3 separate regions of the Mus musculus genome follow, and regions 2 and 3 are each linked to region 1. The links are chromatin contacts, called in public Hi-C maps. All regions are on one chromosome and are shown on one strand. The core of a region is the stretch at or near the end of the contact, and the rest is flanking DNA. Distances in the headings are between cores, read along the strand shown.

Evidence for each region. A called contact is a pair of places that touch in the nucleus more often than the background predicts.
Region 2: a contact with region 1 is called in a Hi-C map of bone marrow-derived macrophages, with 10 read pairs. The contact joins two enhancer-like sites. A contact is called at or near these places in 1 of 484 Hi-C or Micro-C datasets (bone marrow-derived macrophages) and 1 of 115 datasets of contacts at active chromatin or transcription factors (large pre-B cells).
Region 3: a contact with region 1 is called in a Hi-C map of bone marrow-derived macrophages, with 15 read pairs. The contact joins two enhancer-like sites. A contact is called at or near these places in 1 of 15 datasets of contacts at CTCF or cohesin (the NIH/3T3 cell line), 8 of 484 Hi-C or Micro-C datasets (CD4 T cells, CD4 single positive thymocytes, bone marrow-derived macrophages and 5 more) and 1 of 115 datasets of contacts at active chromatin or transcription factors (the 230-238 cell line).

The regions. Positions count from the first base shown.
Region 1 is chr16:25,247,012-25,250,309 of GRCm38.p6, reverse strand. No RefSeq gene overlaps it. Among named protein-coding and RNA genes, the nearest start is that of Tprg, 38 kb to the left of the region's middle. Within about 2 kb of position 1,324, at least 72 of the 459 cell types and tissues checked have an H3K27ac peak or open chromatin away from gene starts, as enhancers often do. A contact at or near this core is called in bone marrow-derived macrophages, where this site is marked.
Region 2 is chr16:24,134,850-24,138,084 of GRCm38.p6, reverse strand. No RefSeq gene overlaps it. Among named protein-coding and RNA genes, the nearest start is that of Gm32126, 23 kb to the left of the region's middle. Within about 2 kb of position 1,979, at least 77 of the 459 cell types and tissues checked have an H3K27ac peak or open chromatin away from gene starts, as enhancers often do. A contact at or near this core is called in bone marrow-derived macrophages, where this site is marked.
Region 3 is chr16:23,957,107-23,960,521 of GRCm38.p6, reverse strand. No RefSeq gene overlaps it. Among named protein-coding and RNA genes, the nearest start is that of Rtp2, 28 kb to the right of the region's middle. Within about 2 kb of position 1,656, at least 3 of the 459 cell types and tissues checked have an H3K27ac peak or open chromatin away from gene starts, as enhancers often do. A contact at or near this core is called in bone marrow-derived macrophages, where this site is marked.

The DNA.
Region 1 (3,298 bases), core at 75-2,574:
GTTTCGATTTGAATGAAATGAGAAAGTGAGGTTGAACATCTTTCATTATGCCTGCTTCCTGATTACAGATGTAATAGGACGCATCGCCTCCTGCACCTACCCTGCCACCATGGCCTGTGTACTCTGGAACTTTAGGTCTAAATTCATACTTCCTCTGTAGGTCACTTTAGCTGGGAATTTTATCACAGCAGATAGAAAAGCTACTAGCGTAGGTTGGAAAGGAAATGTGGAGCAAGTAGTGAACCTGTGTCAGTCAAAACCACCAATGTCAAACACATGGTGCAGGTAACTTTTCCCTCACTGCCTGTCCCCTATGTCTATCAAATGGAAATTATGCATTTGTCATTTTCAATCACCTGACTATATAGTTTTCCAGGTCCCATCTACTCAGCTCAATGACCTTAACACACACCAAAACATGTACTGGTAAAAAACATTTTATGTTGCTATCCTCCAGCGATTAGATCTATCGATGTCATCGTCTCTCCTATGTGCTTTCTAAGTTCAGGGGCTTACGTTGTGCTGGACAAGCATCCAAGTGACAGCAGATGTAGTTGGCCTTCCTGAGCTTGCTTCATTCTACCTCCCATGGTTGGAGTTCCCATCTTTCCGTAGTCTCTGTTTCTTGCCTCCCTGTTTCCACAGCATACAGAGTCCAGACCTTTAATGGCACTCAGGCTCCGACACCGGGTCCCATTCGTTCATTCCAATTTTCCATGTTCTTCTTCCTCACATATACACTAAATTTTAAGCTATACCCAGACTCAGTGTTAAAGTCTAAATTCAGGAGGCCAAACTGGCTTGTCTACCTAGTAGGAACCACTAGAATGTTCCTCTGTTCTGCCACACCCTCTCAGTCTCAGACTTGCCCTGTTGAAAGCATCACCTTCCTCGTAGTTTCAAAACACGTGCCCTTGCCTTCCTCCTACCTCCTTAGATGGCCCTTTGCCAATCTCTCTCTGTGCCCTGGAGTGTGAGCCTGGAGGAACAACTTGCATTACTTGAGATGAAATTAGATGCAGATGCTAGAAGGGAGTAATACTATAGAAAGAAGCAGAAGAAAAAAACAAACCAAGCATACAAACAAACCACCAGCTTTTGGCTTCCGATGAAAGTATGTCTACATAGCTTCAAATCAGAGCTGTGCGGCTGGTTCTCCAGAGTAGCACCTGGAACGCTGTTTACCAACCCTTTCTCTTGTCTGTTCAGTTGCTTGCGATGCTTTGAAGTCTGCAAAAACTACTATCTCCAATCAGAGCTGGGTTTCCTCTCCAGACAGGAAGACTGCCCTTCAACAGAGAAGCTATGCTTCTATTTGTGGTCTGACTATAGCTATGACTCATCCAGTCAAGCCAGAGGCTGTTTTGATCCTTCGCTGTCCAGAGTCTGTTTACAGTTGTAATTTTCTCTCTTTCCTTTCGTCTTGCTCTCTCCACTCTTCTGAATTATCAGAAGAGTCATACACATTTGACAAGTAGAACCTGTACAGGAGAGAGTATTACAAGTGAACACACTTTCTCATGACACCCACAAATAAATGCTTGTGTTTACAGGTCTGATGACGGAGTTCCAGTAATGACTTGGCCTTTTTTTTTTTTACTTGATTAAATATTCCCCTGGGCCTGCCAGTCTGGACTTCGGTTATTTAACGAGGACGTTGGAACACAACCTCAAGACGTCTGCAAAACTGACCTTTTCTTAAGGTTTACTCCCAGAGCAAAGTAAAGCTTGCGTTAGACTGGATGGCTCCGGGATACCAGTTTGTAATTCACGCTCCTCAAATCCCACCAGAACCACGGAGAACCATGGGGCATATGATGGAAATTCCACGTTGCACTTGGAGAAATGGAAATTAAAGAGGAGAAGGCAACTTGTCACAAGTCACAAGAGTAGTCACAACACAACAGTGTCTCACTGAAGGGCTTGCACTGAACATCGATCAGCTCGAGGTTGACTGTCCACAGTGTACAAACTTCCTGGGTCATTTTATGGCACTGCTATGCACTCTCTTCTCTTCTGCTCAGGAATGTCACTGGCTAGAGGGACCATGGACCAGAGCAGGTAAAATGAAAGACAAGCACAAAACTGACCTATTTTTTTAAGAGCTGTCTTACTGTTAGACTTGGACACGATACAGAACACTCTTAAGAGCCATGAGTGATCTGAAAGTGTACCACCTCAGAGGCGCCACACCTACCTCCTCTCCTCTAGACCTTCATTTTCAGACCATTCTCTACAGTAGAGTTAATTCACACTTACATGAAGTTTGAAGGAGAAACCAGAATCACCAAGAACATTTTAGCTATAAGGACTTTGTTCTGCTTGGGAGAATTATTGTATCCCAACTATGACACCTTATTTTCTTCAAAATAGAATTCAGCTGACACTTCTCAACTCTAATATTAAAGATTATCCTTTGGTACAAATTTTGCACAAGCTCACTGTAGACCATTCAGAATGCACACATATATTTTTTACACAGAAAGAAAATAATTTGTAAACCAAAGATCCCTATTTGCTACACCTATATTTAGTTAGAATCAAATTACAATAATTTGTAATTGTGTTATAAGAGATCTCCAGATCATTGAAAAATAAAATGTATACATGCACAGCCACACACATGAAATTCCCCAGTAGAAAGCCCTGAACTTTAAATGTAATCTTTTATAGAGTAGACATGGCTTATCAACAGCTGCCCTTTTGTCACCTTCAGGGTTAAGATCGATCGTGTTGGAGGGTCCCTGAGATCCTTCTCCTCAGCTACCACAAAATAAGTAAATAAATAAAAAAGGAAAAAACAAAAACAAAAGACAAAACCGATGAACTAGCTGAGGGTGTTATTGTCACATTTTAATTATTGCACTGCAACAAAGTGAAGAATTTGAAAGGCTTGGGCAACATGGGATAGATGGTTACTCTGCTTGCAGATGTGGAGCATTTCAGGAATTGCAGCAACTGCGGAAGTGGCAAAAGGGAAAGTGGAAACCCTCCAGAGTCAGACACGTTAGGTCCGCTGGAGCTTCAAATCCTCTGCTCAGTATCCAGCATCCTTACTAAAAGTGCTGTATGCCGCTGAGTCTCAACGTCCTCTTCTCTCAAATGCAGGCTCCTGAATCCCTTCCTGTTCCTCAAACTCAAGCCACCGCCTGCATTATATCAGAGTATAAATGACTACTCGGGGCATTTAATGATAGTGCTTAAATGCAGGGTTCAAGCCCCAACCTCATTAAAAGACTATTGTAGCTAGAATTAAACCCTTTGAGATTTTTATGGTGTTCGTGTAATGAAGTTGGTA
Region 2 (3,235 bases), core at 730-3,229, 1.1 Mb after region 1:
GTGATGTTACAGAAGTACAAACTATTGCCGTGAGAGACTGAGGCAGGCTACACAGTTCTGGCTGGCTGGAAAAACAAGGGGGCAACCCCTTGAGAGTCATGAAGTGGCACCGAGGTCTTGAATACAACTGAGCTGGCAATGACAAGGTAGAAGCACTTGCCAGGAAAAGGTAGAGACATGTGCAAATCCTTCCTGCTCCCAAATTGTGGAAGAAAATGGCATGTTGGTTTAAGAGCACGCCAAGTGACAGCCTGAGGTGGCAGGGACAGAGATGAAATTAGCTCAGAATGTCAGGAGGGGTGTGTGCCCTGCCAGAGCATCTCACCTCAGTCTTGCAGGCAGTGCATCTGAAGAGGAATTACAAGGCAAGAGCGAGCCTTGATTATGTTTACTCTCTAAAGGGCTACATAAAGGAATGTACAGACTAGATGCTGCAGCTAGAGGAGATGAGGGCTTGAGCCAGGGCACCATGGGTGGAGGAAGGGACAGCATGGCTGAAATATTAACTTCCAGAGTTAAACTCCCAGCAGGTGATCGGCATGTGGCAATCCAGTCTTGAAAGAGTGCTTCTGAACTTCCTCACTGGAGTCCATGCAAAGCCCCTAATCAAGGCCAGACAGGAATTACCAAGACCAGATTCAGCAACAGGGAGGAAGGAATAGAAAAGAGAACTGCCCTTTGAGCAGGCTTTAAGATGCCAGCAGGAAGCACTGTCCTGGAGCTGTAGTTGGTGTTTGGGAAGGCGGTGGTACTGTATGGGAGGGAACTAGGAGCCAGAGGCAGAGATTTGGGACACACCAGGCTTCGAAGCGTATTTAGGAAGGAGATACAGACAGAAACTCAAAGTGGATTTTTGAAGAATCTCATAGGGATGTGCTCACATCAGGAGATGGGCAGTGGGGGTCCAGGAGAGATTTTTTTAAAGTGCTATGAGTTTGAGGTGGTTGGGTGCTTGCATAGCAAGAATAAGTCCCTGGATTTGGTCCCCAGATCACTGAAAAGAATTGATGAAGCAGTTAATTTTCTTTTAAAATGAAAATACTACTGCGGATCTGAGAATGAGGAAGACTGCAAAAAGGTAGTTTGATTTGGCAACGAGGAGGTCCCCAGAGACCATAGAGGAGTCACAGAAAGGGCTGCACTGGTGTATGGAGTATGTGCAGGGTATCCTGAGCCCAGTGAAGCAGAGTAGAAGCCAAGGGAGACCACTCCTGGCTACGACCAGTCCTGGCTAACTTTAAATTCTTTACCAGTCTAAGATTTTTTTTTTCAAATAGTTTTCTGAAATTGTTAACCCAGGGACAATTTATGGAGAACACACTTCTGCTTTGGCAGGGGACAGAGCAATGAATCACTGTCTCTGTCTTCCGGGCTTTTTTTTTTTTTTTTTTTTTTTTTTTTTTGGTCTAATGTCAGGGAGTGACACAGCAAATTAAACCAACAAGTGTGAAAGTGCTTAGCAGGGCACTCAACATTTAGGTGAGAAACTATTTTCATTTTCAAATTGCTATACATTAGAACCGAGAGGGAAAGGGTAAGAGGGTGCCTAGGGAGCTAGGAATTGCTCAGTTTAGCTAGGGGCTTCTTTTTGTTGCTGTGCTTTAGGTAAGGTCTCACTCCATAGACCAGCCTGGTCCTTAGCTAACAGCCATCCTCTCACCTTGGTCTTCCAAAGATAAGAACTGCCAGCATGTGCCACCTCACTGGGCTAGGGAAAGGCTTCTAAGAAGAGCTTAATTGGAACATGAAGTACTGGTGGGGTCTGAATATGCAGAAGCAAGGGTTATCGAGGCTAGGGACAGTTTTAGATGGCCGGAACCTGTACACTTAAACAGCTGAGTTTGAAAGCAAGAAGAATTGTTAGTAAGGGCCAAAAACAATTTAGTGGCTGTCTCATAGGAATAGAGCTCTAGAACCATGAGTCCTAAGGCAACAACCAGAAGCAACAGGCTCTCCTAAGAACAGGGGCCAGAGGACTTTGAGAGCCTTCCCCACCCCCATTCTGACTCATTGTGGGACTGAGTTAGGTTTTAGTACTTCATTTCCCTTGGTCAAACCAAGGCCATTTGAATGCACCTGCCTGCCATCTGTCACCTTTGCCTGGCCCAGTGAAGGTGGCCATTGTGAGGGGCAGGGAGCACTTGCTAATTATACTTCTGTGGCCAAGGCGCCACGTGAAGGCTTTTGGCGGTCTCACTCAAATGAAGTGGGGGCCGGCTGACTGCTCCGCCACATGTGGAGGCCAGCTTGGCTAGTCCTCCCAGTGAACCTCTAGTTTTGTTTTGAGGTTGCAAATTACAGATGTTGGTGGCTATTCTAAAAAAAAAAAAAAAAAAAAAAAAAGGTGGAAGGGGTGCGCTGAAGAGGAGGAGGGGTGGTGAAGTGGAGTTCCACCTGAAAAAGGGCACACACGACTTGACCCCAGCCTACTGTCCCCACTGTCCTTCATTTTGTCCACCTTAATTCCTCCCTCTTCATCCAAGTAGTTGGACTTGATATACCTAGCAAGTGGTAGGTTTCTACAAGGGAATAAAATGGTAGCAAGCATCACTATGAAGTTATGTGACTAAGGACTCCTGCTTCACCAAACAGTGAGCCACCTTGTTTATCTGCGAGGGCACAGGAGTTTGGCTATGTCAACAGTGACCAATAAACCATAGATCCCCGAGATATGTTATAACATCATTGTTCCTAAGAACTACAACACAGCAGGCACAATATTATAAAAAGAAGTAGAGTTTTCACCTATTGAATTTTCTTGGTCTCCAGAACAGATGGTGGTGGTGGTGGTAGTGATAATGGTGAGATGATGATGATCATAGAGATGATGGTTAGGTGTCACAAGTCATTCTGTATACTACAAAGTACTAAGAAACTTATAAATTCATTTTCTCCCAAAACATGTCTGAGATCCAAGTCAACATTTGAGTATTTGCCAAAAGGTAACTAACACATCTAGTGAAGTGAGCCAAGTACAGATTCATTAGTTAGAACTGAGCATAGTGTGAGTTCCGAGTTTTGCATTGTGGTCTCGCCCTTACCAGCTGGGTGACCTCGGACAAACCATTTCACTCCTCGGAGCTTTAGTGTCTTCATATGTAAAACTGTGTTAATAATAACCATCTCAGAAGGTTATTGTAGGGGTTTGATGATTTCATGTAAATAAAAAGGGACACTGTAAACTCTAAAGCATTATGCAAATATTAATTACTATCTATACAAGAATGGGCTGTCT
Region 3 (3,415 bases), core at 407-2,906, 1.3 Mb after region 1:
CCATGGCTGAGATTCTAAGTGTGTGACATCATAAAGAGTGTGACATCATACAAAGTGTGTGACATCATACAAAGTGCGTGACATCATGCAAAGTGTGTGACATATAAATTGTGTGACATCATACAAAGCTGCTGTCTTTATATCCTAAGCAGGCAGGTTTGGTTAGGTAGCAAGCACATACAGAGTCAGAATCATTGACGATGGTAAATGAGACTCTTTAGGGACTATAATAATTTCACATAGTCAAGAAAACCAAACCAAGAACAGGAAGACATCACATCAAGTGTCACTGCAAGAACTTTGATCAGAGAGATCACTTAATTCCAGAGTATGAACCAGGCCCTCAGAACATTTTCAGTTAAGTTTGAAAACTATAACATGAACAATGTAGAAAAAAATACCAAAAGGCATTAAAATGATTGCCAATAAATGATGATCGTAGGAATCCTGGGGCCTTGAGAAGGACATAGGTGGAATGACACATCACTCTCTCAGGACACTCACTATGTGGTGGCCAGCTTTGCTGAGCAGTTAAGCCAGAGATCAGTATCCTGAAGGTTTCAAGAGCCCCGGGCTTCTCCATGGAATGGCCTCATCTGTTTGGAAAGAGCTATCTTGCTCAATGTCACCATCTCTGAAGTTTGTCCAGGCTGCTGTATCAAAGTAAGACAATCTGAAGGGCTTCGTGCAAGTCCTGGAGGCTGGCTTTCTGAGACCAGATGCCAGCAGGGTGGATTCTCCTGAGTTGTGTGAGAGTCTGTTCCAAGCTTCACTTATAGCCTCTGATGGCTGTCTGACCATCTTTGATTCTCTTCTGGCTTATGAAAACATCGTCTTTGTCTCTCTCTTTTTCTCATGTGTACATGTGCACGTGCACACTCTCGTGTACATGTGTAACCAACCTCTTTATACCACACTAACCAAAAAGCTTCCGCAAAGGGTTAGTGCCTGGATTATATATGAGGTTCAAGCTGCTCAGTAGTGAGAAACAATTAGAGTCAAAATCGATGCAGGAGCTGGTGAGACAGCTCAGTGAGTGAAGGCATTTGCCACACGAGCCTGGCGACCTGAGTTTCATCCCAGGAATTAATTTAAAGATGAAGGGAGAGAACCCAGTCCACAGAGCTGTGCTCTGATCGTTACAGGCACACTGTGGCCTATGTGCCTGCAAACACAGATATGCTGCTGCTGCTGCTGCTGCTGCTGCTGCTACTGCATGGATGATGGTGACAGTGGTGGTGGTGGTGATGGTGATATAAAAATGGTATAAATGGGCTGGAGAGAGATGGCTCAGCAGTTAAGAGCACTGACTGCTCTTCCAGAGGTCCTGAGTTCAATTTCCAGCAACCACATGATGGCACAGAGCTATCTGTAATGGGATCTGTTGCCCTCTTCTGGTTTGTCTGAAGATAGCTACAGAGTACTTATATAAATAAAACAAATGAATATATTTCTAAAAATTTTATAAACATGAATGGACATTTATCCAGACATTTAAATGGTCAAGGGAAATATGAAAGAAGCTCTCAGTTCTGTCACTCATCAGGGAAATGCAATTAGCATCACAGTGAGCTTTTACTTTACTAGAACAGTTGTTACCAAAGGGGCAAGTACTAGGAGAAAGGGGAACTCTACACACTATTCTTGGTAATGTAAATTAGTAATGCCATTATGGAAAGCAGTACGAAAGTTCCTCAAAAATTAGAAACACAAGTTAGCGGATGATCTGACATTCTGATGGCTAGAGATACTCATCCAGAGGGAACACAATGGTAGCCTAGCACCCCGTACCCAGTGCAGCACAAATCACAGAAAGGAAGAAGTAGAAACGACCTAGTATCTACCAACGCATGAATGGATAACGAAAACGTGGTATACAAAGGAGGGGCCTACTGTGTGCAGTTGAATGGCTTCTACAGAACCCGGAGCTCACGCTGTTAGGCAAGCGGGCCCAACAGGCACAATGTGACAAGATCTAGTCTCACAGACCCCGAGCATGTTTATGGGGGACTTTTGGTTAATTGAGGTGGGAGATCTGCCCTAAATGTGTTGGAACCATTTCATGAGACTGCTTTTCAAAAAAAGAGAATGATGTGTGGTGTTCTAGTGCCCACAACAATAACTATTATTAACAATATTGTATCAACTATTTCAAAAATTAGGTAAAAGAAAGTATGTTGCATAATTTTACTGTAAAGACATGATACACAAGATAGGGGACTTGTAGATTTGATTATTAAAAGCCTTTAATGGCAAAAGCACTCATATATCCAACAAATGTGCAGAACTATTATATAGAAGAAAAATTTAAGGCTAAGGGAAAACCATAATGAAAATCCAAGGGCACAACAGTCACGTTGGGTAATGCCTGTGGGTCTCAATGATCTTGTACTAATCAATATTTACTTCGATGTGACAGTGTTTAGACTCACCTAAGAGACAAACCTCTGGGCATGTTTGCGAGGAAATTTCTAGATTTGTTTAACAGAGGTGGGAATACCTACCCTAAATGTAATGACACCATTCCATGAACTGTGGTCTGATGCTGAAGGCCTGGGTTCAGTCCCTAGGAGCATCTCTCTCTCTCTCTCTCACACACACACACACAAGGAGAAAGTCAACTGGGCAACCAGCTCTCATATATCTTTATATCCTAGCGGGATACAATATGGTTCGATACCTTATTCTCCAGCCACCATGCCTTCACCACCTTGACAGTTTATACTCCCTTGAACTGTGACCTGAAATAAACTTACCTCTCTTTATCTTTCCTTTTGTTGAAGATTGGGTCACAGCAAGGAGAAAAGTAGCTACTACAGAATAGTGGTGTCAAGAAGTGGTCCTTGCTGTGACCGTGCTCAGCTCCTTTCTGTGCAGATGATGTTATCGCAAGCTTTCAATCCTGAACATAGAGAGAGCTTCAGGACATTTTGGTGTGGTCTGGTACAACTTTGTGACATCCTCATTTCTCCATCTCGGAACGGGAATGCTTACTCTGTGCATTCGTTATCTATCAGAACTATGCAAATAGGATTTCTCTAAAGTAGAACTTACAGCTAAGAGATTGCCTTAAATCTCAGAAGAGACTCGAGCTTTGGACTTTCAAACAGTGTTGGAACTGCTAAAGGCTATGGGGACTTAAAGTTGAACAGAATGCCTTTTGCCCTAGGAAATGCCCTTGAGCCTTCGGGGACAAGAAATGGAAGGGTAGGGCTTCCACATGACATGCTTGGGTGTCAAGTTGTTGAGGGGTGGACCTGAAATAGCTACTATTGATTATCAACTTGACAATAGCTAGAACCACCCAGGAGACAAATTTCTAGGAGAGTCTATGAGGAATTAGCTAAATTATGTTAATTGAGACAGGAAGACTCACTCGAAATGTGAGTGGCTGGAGTTCTAGATCAACTAATTA